4 separate regions of the Sus scrofa genome follow, and regions 2, 3 and 4 are each linked to region 1. The links are chromatin contacts, called in public Hi-C, HiChIP or PLAC-seq and promoter capture Hi-C maps. All regions are on one chromosome and are shown on one strand. The core of a region is the stretch at or near the end of the contact, and the rest is flanking DNA. Distances in the headings are between cores, read along the strand shown.

Region 1 (2,534 bases), core at 18-2,517:
GTTTCTTTTTTTTTTTTTTTTTTTTTTTTTTTTTTTTGGCAGAGATAATCGAATTTTTAAAAGTTGTTTTTAAATGACAATAAAACAAGCCAGAATCTCTTTCGTGCCGGAGTTGCTGCCCCCACTTACTCTGTGCATGTACAGGTGGTCTCCATTTAATGGGCACCCCACCTCGTGGCTTCACAACTTCCCCTTCCCCCCCCCCCCCCCCCCCCCCCCGCCCACCTCCTTGTCTGGAGCAGGAGGGCCTTGGCTTTACCCCCATCCTTCTTGCTGCCTCGGGCAGTGCAGGCCAGACACTGGGCTGTCCAGGCAGAAGTTAATGCTGACACCATCTCCCAAAGGCTGTCTTGTCCTTAGCCATCTCTCAGTGTTATATGCTAGTGCTTACCAACTGCTGGAGAGGACTAGGTCTTGGGCGGTGAGAGAGGCTCCCAGCTCGGATCTTAGAGAGCAGAAGCATGCCTAGCGGAGAGGGCTCAGACACCTGGAGAAGGAACCCGCCACAGTCTGGCCACCTGCCCAGCCAGGTGTACCAGCAAAGAGCTCCTTGGCTATGCTTTTGTCCCGCTGCTGTCCTGGGAGGCTGGGTGGCAGGCTGAGGAGAGAGGTTTGGGCTGACTTCAGACAGCTCCTCCTATTCAGCCTGCAAATTTGTCTTACAGAACCCGGGTTCTCCCTTCCCTCAAAGCTGCTACAACTTTCTTTGAAAGTCTAAACTGCCCGAGGCCTCCTTTTTTCCTTCCTCTCTCCTTCCCCGGTTTCCTCTGCCCCAATTAAAATCAGGATGGAAAGCATTCACTGGCTGGCCCCAGTTATTGTACCTTTGCCCAAAGGGACGGGCCTCTGCGCCACGGCCCCTCCAGAAATCTGACTGAGCCTCCACCTTTCCCCTACTTAACCCCACCTATCTCCTGGGGCGGCGGCGGCGGATGGAGGGAAGGCTTGGGTCTGGCTGTCCTGCCGGGACTTGCAGCACCATGTGGGCAAGGGGCCGAGTTCTTCAGTCTCTTCTGGGAGAGAGCAGCGTCACCCTCCCATCACGAGTGAAAATGGGATGAGAGGGAAAGACAGACTTGGATCCTAGCGCCCTAGCTCTCTGGCTGGGAGCCCCAAGTCCAGCCAGATGCCTAGATCTTCCTAGAGAAAATCGGAACGGGACCAGACCCTGAGACTGAGGGAGGGCGGGAGCAAGCCCGAGACCTGGTAGGGTGCGGGGAGGGAGCGCGCCTGGGGCGGAGCGTAGCTGTGGGGAGGGCCGGGCGTGCGGGGCCGTCCCCCACTAGCACTCCTCCGGGGCCTCTGCTCTCGGCCCGAGGGGAGGGGGGCTGGGTGGGTGGGAAGGGGCGTGTGCCAGCGCGCGCGCTCCCGGGACGGAGAGGTCTAAGCGCTAGAACCAGCGGCCTCAGTTTTGTAGAAGGGAGCATCGGGGCAGTCTGTGAGCGGCTGGGGCCAGACAGGACCGAGTCGAGGGAGCGGGCACCATGGCCGCCTTCCTGCTGCTACCCCTGCTGCTGTTGCTGCCGCTGCTGCTGCTGCTGCCGAAGCTGCGCCTCTGGCCGCAATTGCGCTGGCTCGCAGCAGACTTGGCCTTCACTGTGCGCGCCCTACGCTGCAAACGGGTCCTTCGAGCGCGTGCCCTGGCCGCGGCCGCAGCCAACCCGGAAGGTCCCGAGGGGGGCTGCAGCCTGGCCTGGCGCCTGGCGCAGCTGGCCCAGCAGCGCCCGGCGCACACCTTTCTCATTCACGGCGCGCGGCGCTTTAGCTACGCGGAGGCCGAGAGCCAGAGCAACCGGGCTGCGCGCGCCTTTTTGCGCGCGCGAGGCTGGGACAGGGGGTCTGGCGGGGGCGGCGGCCCACGGGGCGCCGGGGAAAGCCAGTGGGCGGCGGCCGGAAGCGGCGCGGCGCGGGCCGGGCGGGAAGGGGACGGCGCGGCACCTCTGGCACCTGGGGCCACCGTGGCGCTGCTGCTCCCCGCCTGCCCAGAGTTCCTGTGGCTCTGGTTCGGGCTGGCCAAGGCCGGCCTGCGCACCGCCTTTGTGCCCACTGCTCTGCGCCGGGGTCCTCTACTGCACTGCCTCCGCAGCTGCGGCGCCCGCGCGCTCGTGCTGGCCGCAGGTAAGGCTGCAGCACTCGACAGACGGGGGCGGGGCCAGCCACGGAAAGGGGCGTGTCAGGGGGGCCGAGAAGAGGGGGGCTTGGAACTCGCCGGCAAGCTTTCCCTGGGGCGCGGAAAGGGTGGGGAAACAAGTCTCCGGGTTTTCGAAGGGCTGGAGCTGGGTCTCTGGTTCCCCAAGGATTTCCGTAGAGTTGGGCTCCAGGTCCCAGACTCCTGAGGGGACGTCCGTACTCTTCAGCCTCACCCCGGAGCAGTGCGAGTGGGGTTGGGGGAGCGAACAGGGCAAAGGGTGGGGAAAGCTTCTGGAGAGTGGTTAGAGCCATGGAGCTATGCTTTCCCACCTCATCCAGAGTTCCTGGAGTCCCTGGAGCCCGACCTGCCGGCCCTGAGAGCCATGGGCCTCCACCTGTGGGCT
Region 2 (2,534 bases), core at 20-2,519, 190 kb before region 1:
GGAAGTTCACCACCTGGTCCTTGTTCCGGTCCAGGTCATCCATCAGCTTTGCGATTTCAGCATCCTGCAGCTTCTACCGGGTCAAAATGGGAAATCCAGGACTCAGGGGTGATGAGACCTTGGGTTCTCTGCCTTTCCCCCTCCCAGGCAGCCCTCTCTCAGACAAGTGGCTCTGTGCTCACTTGTCACCAAAACTCTGAGCCCACCTTGAATTCACTTGGCTTGACTTCTCTGCTGCTGACTCAGGAGGAGTGAATACCAGGCTGGGAATATCCCCAGCCCCTCAGGGCCCAGGGGTGTGGACCAATGGTCCGGTAAGGTCTAGGTCCCCGGAATGTGAGTAAGTGTGAGTCACAGGCACCTGGCGCCTGGCCTTCTCCCAATCCTGCTTCTAAGGGGGGGGGGGGCAGGGGAGACTCACTCACCGCCCCAATGGTGAGTTCCTTCTGGATCAGCTCCTTCAGCTCACTCTTGCTCAGGGTGTTTTTGTCACCCTCCCGGCCGGAGTACTTGTGGAAGATGGCCACCAGGAGGCCAATAGCCTGATCCAGAGGGCATGCCATGGCTGAAGGCTGAGTTCAAGGCTGGGGGCAGAGGGGCTGGTCAGTGTCCTGGGCCACACGGAGGTCTCACTCCTCTCACTCACCGCAAGCCCCAAGACCTCTGCCCCCCACCCACCCACCCCCATCCCCACCACCACCCACCCCCGACCCCAACTCCCTTTGACGACCCTGCCCGGACCACCAAGTAAGTGTCAGGTGACCTCAGGAGACAGCTCGAGGCTTGAAGGGGAGGAAGAGGGCAGACTCTAGAGCCTAGAGATCTGTGGCCTCCAGGGAACCAGAGACGAGGTGGCTCAAGGATTCTAAGCAGCAGACAGGAACACAGCTGAGAACGCTCCTCCAGGGGTTGCGGGAAAGTTGGGGCGGATGTTGCGGGGCGGGGGTGGAGACGGCGCACCCAGCCCTACACACAGCCTTCCAGGGCCACACACGGCGGCGCTGACACGCCCGCCCGGGACACACCCTCCCGCACCCCAGATGGGCCACTACCCGGAGCCGCCCAACGGACGCCTTAGCCCTGGGCCAGCCTGGCTTCTCCTGCCTCTCCCCGCCCGCCCGGCAGCCCCGCAGCCCCAGGCTGGATGCCGAGCCATCCACCGCCCGCGGACCAAGCCCGGGGCGGGCTGGCTCAGAAGGACCGGGGCTGCCCTGGCCAGGACTCACCACGGCGGCAGCGACGGGAGCAGGGAGCGGCCGAGGGGATGCTGGGCTCTGGGGCCGGCCCGCCCGCCTTATAGAGGCGCGTCCGGGAGGCCGGCTCCCCACCGCCCACGGCCCGCCCCGCGCCCCACCCTGTGCTCGCCGTTACACAACACCAGGGCCCCAAAACTTTCCACGCCTCCTGCCCCGGGGCAGTTCAGGGCTCCGCGGGGTGGGGGGGACCTCGAGGGGGAGGGGGTCCCACCTGCAGCCAGCCGAGTGACCTCGAGCTCCTTCCTAACCCCTGAAACCCAGTTTGCAGCCACCCACCCCCCAGCATCGTGATGTGACAGGCCAGGGCAGGACGCTGTCACTGACGCTGGGGGGGCTGCCGGAAGTGGGTGGAGAAGGGAGAGAAGGGTGCCCCCTTCCCAGGGCGAAACCTAGATGAAGGGTGGGGAGCGGCCGGTGGTCTACAGAATACAGTTTCAAGGACTTCTCCAACACCCATCCGCCAGCGGAAAACGAATTCCTACCACCATCCTGCTCCCTTCCCCAACCCCCTCCCCCACCCCGAATTCCAGAATTGCACACCGGAGCCTCCTGCAGCTTCAGGGGCACACATGCCAGAGCCAAGCCCTGTGTCCCTAGTTATTTACCCTGCAATGCAAAGTTTCTCAGATCCTCAGTGTTTTTTGGTTTTGGGTTTTGTTTTGTTTTGTTTGCTTTTTAGGGCCTCGGGTAGCTGCTGGCCTCTGCCACAGGCACAGCAACGCCAGATCCGAGCAGGGTCTCGACCCACACTACAGCTCATGGCAACACCAGATCCTTGACCCACTGGGGTGAGGCCAGGGAATCGAACCTGCAACCTCATGGTTCCTAGTTAGATTCAATTCCGCTGCAGCACAAGGGGGAACTCCTCTCAGATCCTCTCTGGAGAAAGGCTTTTGATATGGGGAGGTGGGAAAGGCAGAAAGCCTAGAGGTGATTGAGGTGGCATGCGGGGTAGCAGGGCTTGTTGCAGAGAGGGAAACGGAGGAGAGGGAAAGGGGACTGGCCTGGAGGTCAAGGCCACACTCCCCTTTCTTACCAGCGTCCTCAGGGTGGCCTCCTGTGAGCTGGTGACAAGTCAGACTGGCCTGTCCACCACTGCCCCCAGGAACCACATCCCGGCTGCCTCCAGTGTCCTCACCCTCTAAGCACTTTCTCCTTAACTTTCTCTGCATAGCCGAAGCACACCTCGGAAGCCATCAAAAGCCTGGCCCAACTTCCCCATTTTCCAGGAGGGCCATGCTAAGCCCAGACACACTTAGTCACATCCACACCAAAGGA
Region 3 (2,534 bases), core at 17-2,516, 180 kb after region 1:
TGATGTTCGTAGTGTTCGCTAACCGCTGAGCCAGGACGGGAACTCCAGGCAGGAGTAGTTCTGATTCAACTCCTAGCCTGGGAACTTCCATGTGCCTGCAGGTGTGGCCCTAAAAAACCCCATCAAAAAAGGTTAATTCCTGGGGGTTCCCGCTATGGCCCAGAGGCTTTATCAGACTTGTCTCAGTAAGGGTGCCCAGTAGATCCCGCTGGGCACAATGGGTTAAGAATCTGGAGGAGTCGCTGCCCCTGGCGGGCATAGGTTCGGAGGAACTCCGAAGCTCCCGCTGAGATTCATTGGATCCCTGGCCTGGGAACTTCCATATGCTGCAAGTGCAGCTGAAAAAGAAAAATAAAGTGAATTCCTGGGTCGTAAGCCTCTAGATCAAGGAAAATGTCCTGAGTGTTACTACAATCTAATCATGTATCTCCCTCTCCTCACTAGTAAAATTAGTAAAACATCTCCTGCTCTGTCTACCTCAGAGCTGTTGTGGATTAAGCTAGGAACAGGGTTTATGAAAACATTATGCAGGGCACATTGCATATTGTTGTTGCTTATTATACGCAAAGAATAAGTCAAATTCCCAAACCAAATCCAAATGATTTCTTAATCTTTTGCAGTTTTCTAGACTCTTGTCCTTCAGTTAGTTAAGAGAGCTCCATGAGTGCGTCTATATAATTGCTATTCTTTATCAGTAGCAATGCACAGATTACGGACAACCGCGATTGCGCGACTTTGGGCCCGCTGAGTCAAAACTCTCACACTTAGGTCTACAGGTTATTTACTCCCAGTTTAGGGCTTTGGAGTCACGTGGCAAGTGAAACCAAACCAAGCCTCTGCCCCCATTCCGGTAACTCCTCCCGCCCCCGCTTTCCTACAGTTTGTCTTGGGGCTCATACTCCGCCCTTTGGTCCAGAGGAATCAAATCCCCGCCGGACAAATAAGCGCTTCGGCGGCATTGGCCTCACTCCCTCGCTGACTGCACATTCCGACCAGTTACCGGGGAGCCTATCTCGAGACGGTAATCTCATTGGCTCAATGCCCTGCCCCTCAAAACCCCTATGTCTTTGGCTTCCAATCAGATTCAACCTTGGGAAGAGCGCCACGGGGTGGGGGAGGGGTGACTCCGCAAATCTTAGGCAATCCTGTGGATTGTCTTCGCCGTGGTCTCCCTCCTAGAAAATTGACCACCAGAGGACAAACACTCAAACATCCTGTGCTCCAGTCACAGCCATCTCTATCCTTCCCTGAGGAGCTACCAAAAACCTCAGGAAGACTTGCTATCGCTAGGAGAAACTGAGGCAGAACGGGCAAGGCTGCTGTTTTCCTTAAGTCGGATTTGTGGACGCCCAGCCTCTTAACCTCCTACTCCCAGATACTGCGTCCCTATGGTGGCTCCTGGCTAGGTGCGACCCACTTTCCTAGTGTAAAGCTGGGGGCGGGGTTTGGCTAGGCAGGTCCAGGATGTGAGATCCTGGAAGAAAGAAAAGGTGTAGTGTTTGGGGCCGTCAACGGGCTAGGCTGGCCTGGCTGGGCTGGGCTCTTCGGAACAGGTAATACCCGGGGCAGAGAGGTGGCTGTTGCTCTAACCCGAGATCTCCGGGTGACAGGTGAGGGGGCTGCACAGGTGAGGAAGGGGAATAATGGAAGAGGGAGAGGAACCCAGAAACTGTGTGTGTGTGTCTGTGTGTGTGTGTGTGTGTCGGGGGTCGGGGGGGGACCATCCTCCTCCTTCTGCAACTCAATCCACCCCACATGCTTCCCCGCAGAAGCATGGATTTCAGAACCCCTGACCTACTGGATGTGTGGCTGGAGCCCCCAGAAGATGTCTTCTCAACAGGATCCTTCCCCGAGCTGGGACTCCACTGTTCACCTCCAGAGGTCCCAGTGACTAGGCTACAAGAACAGGAGCTCCAAGGCTGGGAGTCCAGTGGGGGCCGTGGCTGTGTGAGTGTGATGATTGGAAGTGGGTATGAGTTGAGACAGAACTCTGTGATATAAAGTCCAAGAGGCTTTAGCCTTCACTCAGAGGTCCAAAGACAGAGCCCCTAAAATATTTATTTTTTTGCCCGTGCCCATGGCATGCAGAAGTTCCAAGCCAGGGATTTAACCCATGCAACAGTGGAGACCCAAACCACAGCTGCGACAAGGCTGGATCCTTAGCCTGCTGATCTGCCAGGGAACTCCAATAAAATAGACATGCGCTGTAACTATCCTAATATCCAAGGACAGAAGGAGCTGAAACTGAAGCATGAAGGATCATCTAGTTTTGACATCAGATAGGACTTCCAGAATTCTTTCTTCCTGTGTACATATGTACCCTCTTCTATGTAGGGTCTTCAAGAGAGTGAGCCTGAAGATCTCCTGAAGGTTTTCATTGATCCCAATGAAGTGTACTGCTCAGAAGCATCTCCTGGCAGTGACAGTGGACTCTCCGAGGATCCTGGTCATCCAGACAGTCCCCTTGCTCCCAAACCCCCCGGTTCCCCTGCCTTCTATGAGGTCGTCTATGAGGCGGGGGCCCTGGAGAAGAT
Region 4 (2,534 bases), core at 11-2,510, 160 kb after region 1:
GGCGGGTGGCTCGGAGGGCGGGCTGGCGGGCCGGCGGGCGGCGGGGCTACCCGGCCCCGGACATGGCGCACCCGACTCGGGCGCCGCTCCCGCTGGAGCGGCGAGTGAAGGAAGAAGAGGCGGCTGAGGGCGGCGGGGCGCGGGGCGCTGTGGAGGGAGATCCGGGCGCTCCCAGCGTCCCCGCCGAGCTGCGCCACGCGGGGACTGTGCTGCCGCGCCGCTCGCTCGCGCTGCCCGGTCCTCCCGGCTCCCGCTGCACTGGGGGCCGGGTGCTCCTCCGCGCGCCCCGCTTTCTCCGCTCCCCCCACCCCCCTCCCGGGCTGCGGGCGCTGCCGCTCCCCCCACCCCCCTCCCCGGTCGGCGGCCGTGACCCTGGCAGCGCCTGCCCAGCGCCCGGCCGCCTGCAGCGCGACCCCTGGCGGCTGGGAGGGCCCCTTGCACGCAGGCGACTTGCCACCAGCCAGCCATAGCCGCAGGACACTGACCCCAGGCGGCCCTTGAAGTCCAGGGCGCGCTCCCGTCCCGCCCTTGGTCCTAGTCAGATGAGGTCTGCCTGCCTGGGTGAAGGCCCTGAAAGCCTGGTTTCTGGAGACCCAGGTGGCTCCCCCTACTTCCAGGTTCAGTCCCTCCTACATTCCCTTCCAGGCTAAGCCAGAATCTCTCAGTTCTCTTTTCTGAAAACGACAAGTTTTGGAAAGGGGAAGAGAAGAAGCCAGGGTGTGGAAAAGCAGCAGAGATGGGGGCAACGAAGGAGGGGCCCTACTCTCCTGACTGCTGTGTGGGGAAGAGAGGAGAGCAGAAGCTCAGATGGGAAGGATTCCAACCCAAGCCAGAAAAAGGCAACGTCCTCAAAACAAAGTTGGCACGCAAGCCTCAGCGAATGAATGAGAAGAGTGGAGAGCACGGAGTGAATTCGTGCCTAGTGAAGGGGCAGGAATGGGATTTATGGGCTTCCCTGAGACCTAGAGGCATGGGGTCCGAGACAGGCTGGTACCACACCTAACTTCCAGGTCCTCTAGGCTTAAAGGACCATAAAGAAGAGGGAGCCGACCTGAGACCTACCTGGTGCAGGTAGTTTTTAAATACTCTCTCCTTGGGGGCCTTAGCAGTGAGACCAGCTACCCTCCTGGGAAAGCTGGGGTCATTGTACCAGAAACGTTCAGAACCCAGAGCTCAGCCAGCAGTCACCTCCTCACCTCCCAACTCACTGCCAGGCCTCACGGTTGAGGAAGAGCAGTAGCTTGTCTGGCCAGAGTCCTTGTCCTCTGATGCCGCTGCAGCAAGGTCCTGGTCACATGAGAGGGCATACATCCGTCCTACCACAGGAGCCTACACCCAGCCTGGACCTCCATATCCAATGCTGCGTACAAATTCTGAGGCTGGGGGGCACCTTCCACCAACCACATGGCATTGACAAGATGCAAAACCGCGTAACCGACAAAAGGGCCTGCACCCCAAGAACCTCCTAGATCCCCGTTGCATCCCAAACAGTAGCCAACCACACCATGGGTTTGATATGATTTTTTTATTAACATATAATATATTTAATAAAAAATAATATCCACTCTGGCTCTTTCCTCCATTGCAAGGGGAAGAGTGGCGAGGAGGGGCTGGCACTGCCCACCCCTAGGCATCCGGACAAGCCCTGCCTCCGGGGCTCCCCTCTACCCCCCTGCTTTCCAACAGGCTCTGACCTCCAGACAGACGGTTCAAAGTTACAAGTGCTTCAGGCCCTCCCTTGAGCTCCCCTAGGCCCACCCTTTGTGCAGAATTTAGGGGCCACCTGGACACACCCCTTGCTTCTTCTCATTCTTAGGATCCCTCGTTCACGTTAGAAAGAGGATCTGGGGGCAGAGAGTGGAGTCTCTACTGGCCAGGGGGAAGGGAGAAAAGGGACAGTGACGGCGGGGGACAGGGCCGAGGAGAGGGATGGCGATCAGGTGCCCTCACTGCAGCCGGTCACTGCGGAACGAGTCCTCCACAGCAGGGTCGGGCAGCAGGGCACAGGGGTCGCTCAGCATGTTGAGCCCCTCCAGGCCCAGTGGCTCCATGCGCAGCTCCTCCTCCAGCCCCAGGCCCAGCTCCAGCCCAGCCGTGGACACCTCGAAGCCAGGCACTCCAGCCAAGGCTGCCGCAATCTCCTTAGAGAAACCTGGGGAGGATTCTCCTGTGTGGGCAGAACAGACAGGTGAGGACCCCACACCCTGTCAACGCCTCCAAGGTCCCCTTGGCCTCCTGCCGCGCCACCCAATGTGTCACGCCCTCCTTCCATCCCCTGTTACCAGCCACATTTCTTACCCGTGAGGATGATGTTGGGCCCTGAGCCATGGCGGGAACAGTGGGTTAAGTTCTGGTGGTTGAGGGTGTGGGGCTCCTGGGGGCCACTCACTGGCCCCTCACCCCCTAAAAATCCAGGCCCTTCGGAAAAGCCAGAGGCATCCAGCGCCAGGCTGGTGGATGGGTTGTCCATGCTGAACGGCTCCAGCTACGGACACACAGACAGGCCTTGAGGAGGAGGCCTTCAGAAGAGGGTG

Evidence for each region. Promoter capture Hi-C pulls out the DNA fragments that hold promoters and counts their contacts. Hi-C and Micro-C count contacts between places; a contact is called where the count stands out from the background. HiChIP or PLAC-seq counts read pairs in DNA pulled down with a chosen protein or histone mark.
Region 2: a Hi-C map of epiblast stem cells shows a contact between it and region 1, with 2.5 times the contacts expected there. The contact joins the promoter of S100A6 here to the promoter of SLC27A3 in region 1. A contact is called at or near these places in 3 of 47 Hi-C or Micro-C datasets (embryonic fibroblasts, epiblast stem cells and undifferentiated spermatogonia) and 1 of 2 datasets of contacts at active chromatin or transcription factors (alveolar macrophages).
Region 3: a contact with region 1 is called in a promoter capture Hi-C map of skeletal muscle, with 7 times the contacts expected there. The contact joins the promoter of CREB3L4 here to the promoter of SLC27A3 in region 1. A contact is called at or near these places in 2 of 5 promoter capture datasets (fetal liver and skeletal muscle), 3 of 47 Hi-C or Micro-C datasets (heart right ventricle, liver and skeletal muscle) and 1 of 2 datasets of contacts at active chromatin or transcription factors (alveolar macrophages).
Region 4: a contact with region 1 is called in an H3K27ac HiChIP or PLAC-seq map of skeletal muscle. The contact joins the promoter of DENND4B here to the promoter of SLC27A3 in region 1. A contact is called at or near these places in 1 of 5 promoter capture datasets (fetal liver), 1 of 47 Hi-C or Micro-C datasets (skeletal muscle) and 2 of 2 datasets of contacts at active chromatin or transcription factors (alveolar macrophages and skeletal muscle).

Annotation. Positions count from the first base shown.
Region 1 is chr4:95,902,332-95,904,865 of Sscrofa11.1, reverse strand. It overlaps SLC27A3 (long-chain fatty acid transport protein 3), which reads left to right and starts at 1,267. Exons shown (of 10, transcript XM_013997096.2): 1 at 1,267-2,118; 2 at 2,470-2,534. The coding sequence starts at 1,485. It also overlaps a transcript of INTS3 not described here.
Region 2 is chr4:96,096,999-96,099,532 of Sscrofa11.1, reverse strand. It overlaps S100A6 (S100 calcium binding protein A6), which reads right to left and starts at 1,269. Exons shown (of 3, transcript NM_001044557.1): 1 at 1,227-1,269; 2 at 426-584; 3 at 1-73. The coding sequence starts at 563.
Region 3 is chr4:95,721,540-95,724,073 of Sscrofa11.1, reverse strand. CREB3L4 (cAMP responsive element binding protein 3 like 4) reads left to right here and starts at 1,266. Exons shown (of 10, transcript NM_001123102.1): 1 at 1,266-1,406; 2 at 1,770-1,947; 3 at 2,335-2,534. The coding sequence starts at 1,774.
Region 4 is chr4:95,744,604-95,747,137 of Sscrofa11.1, reverse strand. It overlaps DENND4B (DENN domain-containing protein 4B), which reads right to left and starts at 1,260. Exons shown (of 28, transcript XM_013997083.2): 1 at 486-1,260. CRTC2 (CREB-regulated transcription coactivator 2) reads right to left here. Exons shown (of 13, transcript XM_021089801.1): 12 at 2,299-2,485; 13 at 1,508-2,167. The coding sequence ends at 1,947.